Linked DNA regions of Gossypium hirsutum: region 1 is linked to region 2. A link is a contact called in public Hi-C data. All regions are on one chromosome and are shown on one strand. The core of a region is the stretch at or near the end of the contact, and the rest is flanking DNA. Distances in the headings are between cores, read along the strand shown. Region 1 holds the start of LOC107901607 (protein BUNDLE SHEATH DEFECTIVE 2, chloroplastic). Region 2 holds the start of LOC107901600 (UPF0057 membrane protein At2g24040).

Region 1 (3,919 bases), core at 1,112-3,611, 230 kb before region 2:
TAGGCCTTTTCATTTTTCATTTCAACCATCCCAACCAATCTTTCTCTCTTAGTTTTCTCTCTTCTCCCATTTGAGAATTCTTAAGGAATTCTATTTGTTTGTAATACTTTGGAGATAGTAAAGTTATCATCTGGTGTTAGTGCCCGAGGACGTAGGTATAATTTACCGAACCTCGTTAAATCTCTTGTGTTCTTTCTTGTCCTATTTTTCTTTCAATATTTGAGGGTATAATAGTAGTATTTAATTGTGCTATTAAATTACTATAGAAGGGATATTCTGTCTAAGGAAAGACTTGGTATTTAAGAGATCCATGTGATCCACCTCTCTTCCCTGGGAATTGAACTTTGTGTGATTTTTTAGTACAATAATTTACACGCTTCCGACCCTATTGGAACAACAGAAAGGACTGAGAAAGAGAGGGCAGATGGTGCAACTGGCTATGTAGCAATGAATGACATGTTTTGGAAACTAAGCGTACCCGATGGTTCAAACCGTGATTACTTCGGATGTAACTTTGAGAAGCAAGAGGTTTCCGAAGCCGAATGGAGAGAATTTCCTGCAGTGACGGTTTACGTGGCTGGCTTGGATTTCTTGAAGGAAAGAGGAGTGATGTATGCTAAGTTTTTGCAGAGGAAAGAAGTGAAAAGGGTGAAACTCGTCGAAACCGAAAACAAGTCCCATGTCTTCCATGTGTTTCATCCGAAATCAGAGGCGACTTGTTCACTCCAGCGACAGATGAGTGAGTTCATTAAGAACAATTAACTTCATTGGCTAGGCTCGGTAGCATTGCGGGTTCAAGCATCAAATTAAATGCGTACAAGTATTCCATTATGTATATAGGATGGTAAAATATACATAGATGGTGATAGCCTTGTCTTGCATTAAAGTTTAACGAATGGGGTATGAGATGGGCTGGTCAAGCATCAAATTCCGCAAATCCTAAGAACATACATACATATATACATACATCTTATGCAAAAGCTCTGGAAGAATCTATGGCTGCTACGCTAACTTTTTGAATGCGGGGGAACCCTACTCATCATCAGTGCTCATAAACCCCCCAATGAAGCCAGCACCATTGCAATTTCCACATAACATCTCCTTTCTGCCCCTGCAAAACGATCATATATTACCAAGTGATTCATGGTATAAGTACATGAACATCGAGGTTTTGGTTTCATCTACCCGCAAACCCACAGGAATCACCGGCTTTGAATTGTCCATTAAAGAAATCAACAGGGTTGACTCCACTGCCTTTGCATTGAGAGCAAACAACTGCACCTGCCAAATTAAATACAAGGAAATATAACACGACCTAACTTTGGTCTTAACCAGATACTTTGGTATTTTAGTCTTTTAGAGTTCATTCAAATTTAAAGCTATGGTTTTTCGTGTCGGTCATTATATGTTTGAATCATTTCGGGTTCTAGTTGCTTCAGGTCAATTCCCAGTTGCTTATTTGGATCGTTTTGAGCCCAAATATTTTGGGTTTAGATCTATAAGTTTGGAGTTCTCATTAAATAATACTCTTAGACCTTACCATTAAATCACTGGTGCAACAATTTATGTAAAAAAAATAACAATAATTTATATGCAACAAATTAGAAAAAAAAATCATCTGATCAATTCATGTTATGTATATATAAGAGGAGAGTTGAAAATCATGTGTTTACCAACAAGGACAGCAACAACTGAATTTCCCGTGAAGTAGAAGGAGCAGATTTATAATGAGCTTACCATTTCCATCGCAATCACCACAGATGACACTATTGGGTTTGGTGTTTCGGTTACTTGGGGCAGCCTATTACCAAAAAACACACACAAATAAGAAAAGAAAAAAAAGCAATACAAGAACATGGAAACAGAAGAAGCATCTATGTGAAGGGGAAGGGGTTATAAATAAGCTCTAACCTTGGCTTTTATCACAGATTGAAGTTTAGCAGCGGAGCAGTCTCGAAAGGCACCATGATAAGGAAAAACTTTGGAATTGCAAGCAGTACAACTGAATATTGTCCCTGCTATCACGTTCCACGATATGTTTTAAAAAGAAAAATAAAAGTAAATATCAGTTACAAGAAAATGAGAGAGAGAGGAAGTACTTGGTTTTTGTGTGGATGGAAAGGGTAGTAAATGTGGCGAGTATGAAGCAGAGGCCATTGGGTTTACAGACTGATTATTGGAGTTGCAATGTGAGAAGAAGCATTGGTTTTTGCTTGCTGCTATGGTTGGTTGGTTGGCAATCGAAGGACAAACAAAATGGATTAGATATTTAGCCCAACATGTTGTTAGATGGGTTGCCAGATTACAGTGGCATTCCTTACTTCCTCAAATTACAATCCACCCATATATCCTTTAATTACCGGTCTTCGATTGTTACAAACCAATACAACCAGTATCAGCTTGTATCGGAACGCATCAATTCGTAGTTCTTGGTATCATTATTTAGTATTTTGTTTGTTTCAACCATTTTCACTTTTTAAAATTACATTAAAAGTAAAATTTATTCATTAAACTAATTAATAATTTTAAAATCTATGTTTATATATAAATATTGTTTTTTAGTCAATGCATATAACCATATTTAATCATACACAAGTAATTTAAATATATAAAAATATTTTTTGAGTAATACTAATAAACCCAAAACGATAAATATAGACACCAAATCGATGTGTTCTGCCACTCTTCCGTCTCCTTCCGCTTACCTTCATCTCCTTTCTGACACCACCACCTTCCCATCCCCAATATTTTTCCCTGCTTCTTCCCCACCCGACTGCCTCATCGCCACCCAGACCCTGCTGTTTGGGCCTTTTTACGCCTCTCCAATCTTTTCACCAGAAGCAGCACGACCATTCTCGATGGAATCGACATACTAGTTCTTTGACTTCAACCTGATGTCTGACACCAAACGATTTGGCTTGCTACCGTGATGTTTCTGATCTGATCATCATTTTTTTTCATGCTATAGCAGTGCCATAAGGTTGAGTGTTGTTCTTCGATCAACCATTCATACCGTTGCTACGATAAGAATAGCTTAGAGCTTTAAGATAATATTTATAGGGCCATTTCAATCTCCTTTCTTTGATTATAAAGCTTGCAGTGCCTCAAAACAAAAAAAAAAATAGCAATATAAATATGATACGCCCATGGATACCATAATACATTCCAATAAAAACATCACCATATAAATCCCAAACCAGTGAATTGATTAAACTCCAACTCTACCAAATGAAAATTTTATTTAATGAAAGATCAACAAAATGGAAAAGAATGGAACCTACTCCACAATTACTACCACTACATATAAGGAAACAGATTTAAAATAAGTTAAGCTCCAAATTATATCTTATGACATGCAATTCTCTGGAATAGCGGCAAAAAGATGTCCTCAAAAAGGTAATTTACCCTTAGAGATTGATTGACATCAAATCCTAATAGGCTACAACACTCTTTTAAACAGCAGTCAGAAGCCACATGGCCTCCGGAAACCCCGCAAATTTAGGCCTGACTCCAGTATTGCCGACTGTAAGCAACTTCATTATGATGGCACTACCAAAAAGAAAACAAATTGTCAATACAGAAGAAAATTTGGACACCAACCTAGTATAGTGAGAAAATCAAATTAGAAAGCACATATTATTGCCAATATATCAAACAAAAATAATTTAAGACAAAAAGGGACAAACCAAAACCAAATATCCTACTTATGCATGGAAGCAGGTTATTAGTATGTAGATATGGTAGGGCATAAAAAGAATCATACTGTATGTAGATGTATCAATCTGCTCAGGAAGCTCCTTTATATCCACCTCAAACCTCTCCTGGACCTACAATGGATCGTGAAATTTTGATTAGAGGTTGACACGTCATAGGACAAAATGATGCTAGAAAGGTTTAAACCCAAACCTGATTGAGCACA
Region 2 (3,880 bases), core at 1,321-3,820:
AAACCTAATATATACAATATTGGGCTCATATATATATATAATAAAAATTAAGTCTAAAAATCTAATCCAATATGATTTAAACTCGACTTAAAGCCTGAAACTCGTAATTTCCCACAATAATCTCGTCCAAAAATTATGCTCACGCAGTTCACTAAAAAGGTCCTAACTTGAGCTCCCAAACTCAAAATCGAGTGATTCAAAGTACATTTCGAAACTAAGATATAATTCTTCAAATGCTATGCAAGCATTCCAGCCCATAACTACTTGGATCACATCCAAAAATTCAATCAAGTGATTCAATGTACATTTCGAAGCTAAAAAATAATTCTTCAAACGCTATACAAACATCTCAACCTATAACTACTTAGATCCCATCCAAAAGTTCGTGCCGAATTGGCTAACCTTTTGAGCTTGAAAATTGACAATTTGATTAAATTGTCTTTAATAGATTTTACTCTATCCATGCATGTATCATTCTTTTTATTTTTCTTTAGTTATTTTGTAGAAATTGATGGAGAGAATCAGAAGAGAACAATGGGCAAGATTGAAATAAAGCTCGGAAATAAAACGAAATCATAGGCAAATTTGTCTGAAAGAATAGCACCGCTGAATTGCCCATTCTTTGCTCCCTCCGTCGAATGTTAATGCAACAAATTTAACGAATAAGAGTGGAATGGTATTCCATTGAATGACCCTATGAACATGTTGCAAGTGTTTGCCCCAATTGTAAAGCACCTTTGTGGATAAAACCGTGAGGCTTAATGGACAAAAGCAATATATATACGAGGTTGGTGTGAACTATGAAGTAGTACAAGCAAAGGTAAAGGCATCTTAGATGATAAAACAACAAAGTTACATATCCCAATTATGGATAATCTAGACTACGGCCTTCCCTCTCATCAGCAATGTACATCAATTGCCTTCTCTGGACATATCCAATCAGTGCAATGAATATCAAAGATCAGCTCTAAGACTACCTGGACAAACTGTCAGATACAACTTCTGCTAGGAGAGGACAACAAAATTTTCAGCTCCATAACCTGAAATAATCATCAACCAGATATACATGATGCAAAATTTGGATGGGGTCAACTAACATACATGAACCTAGCAAATGTTATCCATAAGAACACTGGTCATTGGTTGCATGCTTAGAGACCTCCTTTATGATACTTTTCTAAAAAAAAGCACTTAGCAAATCAGTTTTTTTTTTTTTTGACATCCAAAGGCAATGTAAAATACACCCTAAAGCAGCAGCTGCTTCATTATCCCTTCCACTAAACATTATTTGGTTAATTCCTTGCTTTGTTTAGAGTTAAATCTCTAACTTGAAAGCACGAAGCCTCATCCTACTTCACTGTCCCTTCAACTAAAGATGTTTCCATGCATTGTATTTAACATTCTAAACTGTTCCACCTACAGAAGTTACTTATCAAAATGAAATCCACATCTTAATACTATGGCCTGCAGACATTCACACAAGGCCGAGGAAAATTGAATTTCACATTAGAATAAGGGTTAATATACCCTTTGGCTCCTGAGTTTAAGGTCAATGTTCAATTTGGTATGTTAAATGGTATCATGTGACTCAAGGAATATTTGATATGTATACTAAAAAAAAGTACTTAATTAGGATAAAAAAAAAAGCTCAACGTACCAAATTGAAAATAGAAATCAAACTGGGATAATTGACCGAGACAAGAAAAAAACACACTCAAGTATCACGCTTAAAAAAACGGAAGTACCAAAATGAATATTAAACCCAACCTTAAGTACAAAATTGGAAAAAAAAACCTTATCAATCTCAACATTGAAGCAAAATAGTATTAACCCATAAATTAAAGCATCCAAAATTAAATGTTGACCAAGTTAAAATGAAGCAATTAATGAAGCACTCAATAAGACCAAAGATCCATTACAATTTATAATATCACAAAGTACATCAAGACCAGTTCAAGAGTAGCAACACCTCAACATCAAATTAAAATTAAAACCCAGGAGGAGGAGTTGCTGCATCATCATCATATTCATATCACATAATTAAGGAAGACTTGACTAGATTAGGCACTTGAATAATAAAGTGGTCGCCTGTACTCGTCAAAGTACTCGTCTCGATCCACAAAAACAATGGCGTAAAGGGCATAGATTATCCCAGGGATGTAACCCAGAATCGTTAACAGCAGACAGATGCAGAACTCAACCTGCAAAAAACAATGAAAACCCAGAATTTTCAGTTCAAACAAAAAATCGAAACCTTAAGGTAAACAAGAACAAAAATTCACTTACGCTGCAACAACCGTGCCTTAGGCAAACACCCAAAGGAGGGAGCAAAATGGCGATGAGGAGCTCACAACAAATTTCGCACTTTGAAGGCATATTTGGTGATATTTGTGAAAAGATTCAAGTGGTTCAACTAACGAAAAGAGAAAAGAAAAAAAAGAACTTTTTTATCACCCAAAAGATTATTGAGATCGGAATTTTCTTAATGGGGAAGAAGATAAATAAATAAATGGAAGGATGCTCCAATAGGAGATATTTGAAACCACTTATTGAATCAGAACTGTTCATTTGGTTTGACTATTGGTTGAAGGGCCCTGATTTATCTTGAAGTGTGATCACGTGGTGAGAGAGAGAAAACAAAAATTGATTTCATCCATGTGTTTGAACGAATAACCAGAATGAATTAATATTAATCGAATTTTTAATATTTTAATAGTTAATTGAATTGAAATTTTTTTAAAAAAATTTAACCGAACCAAATATTTCAGTTATTTGGTTGGTTAGCTAAGTTAATCGAAATTTATATATTTTTATTTTTGGTTAAAACAAGTATAAAATGAATAAATTGATAATATTCATTTGACCGAATTATCTGAATTAACCAAATTAAAATTACATATAATTTGTATTATTAATTATTAAACTCAGTTAATTAGGTTAATTGCTCGATTTCGAACCAAGTTAACCGACAATCGAACTTCCAAAAAATCATTAACCGACCTATTAACCGAATTAGATTGGTTAGATTGATTAATTTAGTTTTAACCGAAATTTGAACACCCCTATTTGGATCGATAGTGTCTGGTAGTGAAAAAACCAATTCAAGTATAAATTAACTCCACCTAACGGTTTATAAAATGTAAAATTAAATATTTAATATTTTAAATAGTGAAAATAAATTAAAATTACTATAAAAATTATTTTCTAAAAAATATTATATAAGAGTTATTGATTTTTTTATTTACTTACAAAATTAATTTTATAAATTTTTTTAAGAAAAAAATACTTTAAAAGTTTACTAAATAATATACAAAAGTTATAAAACAGAGCTATTTTATAAAAATAAACACCAATAACTCAAAACCCAAAATTAATATAAAAAATAAAGAATTAAATTAAATTTTTTAAAAAATTCAAAAAATCCAAAACTCAATCAACTAGCGTTTGCTTTTTGAGGATAAGTAATATTCATATTTGTAAACAATTTTACTAAGGGTGGGTTTGGATGGGCGGTGTGTTTATCTGCGGTTAGTATAAAAATAGCGGTAGCTGTGAGATTAGATACTGTAGCGATATTGTAGCGTGAGACAAAAAGTAAGCTAAACGTACCGCACCACACCCAATCTCCCATCCAAACCCACCCTAATTTGTTTGGTTTTGAGTTGGATGAATTTGTATTCAATTAATTTGGTTTTAAAACTTTCATATATTTCAGTTAATACAACAACTAAAGCTTCACTCCACCAATCAACACATTCTTCCATACCAAAGAATTAATATCATTACTTATCAAAATCTATAGTAAAAATTAATCAAGCATAAATTTTACAGGTTACCTGAGAATTATTTTATAACATTTTGACAAATTTAAATGCATTTT

The links. A called contact is a pair of places that touch in the nucleus more often than the background predicts.
Region 1: a contact with region 2 is called in a Hi-C map of leaf, with 2.4 times the contacts expected there. The contact joins the promoter of LOC107901607 here to the promoter of LOC107901600 in region 2. A contact is called at or near these places in 2 of 34 Hi-C or Micro-C datasets (both in leaf).

What each region holds. Positions count from the first base shown.
Region 1 is chrD06:23,173,238-23,177,156 of Gossypium_hirsutum_v2.1, reverse strand. LOC107901607 (protein BUNDLE SHEATH DEFECTIVE 2, chloroplastic) reads right to left here and starts at 2,361. Exons shown (of 5, transcript XM_041095384.1): 1 at 2,100-2,361; 2 at 1,912-2,018; 3 at 1,738-1,801; 4 at 1,186-1,281; 5 at 807-1,105. The coding sequence starts at 2,157. The coding sequence ends at 1,050. It overlaps LOC107901605 (DEAD-box ATP-dependent RNA helicase 15), which reads right to left. Exons shown (of 12, transcript XM_016827672.2): 10 at 3,907-3,919; 11 at 3,764-3,827; 12 at 3,209-3,549. The coding sequence ends at 3,539. It overlaps LOC107901608 (probable carboxylesterase 17), which reads left to right. Exons shown (of 2, transcript XM_041095382.1): 2 at 404-1,401. The coding sequence ends at 762.
Region 2 is chrD06:22,944,137-22,948,016 of Gossypium_hirsutum_v2.1, reverse strand. LOC107901600 (UPF0057 membrane protein At2g24040) reads right to left here and starts at 2,570. Exons shown (of 2, transcript XM_016827665.2): 1 at 2,287-2,570; 2 at 1,876-2,201. The coding sequence starts at 2,376. The coding sequence ends at 2,061.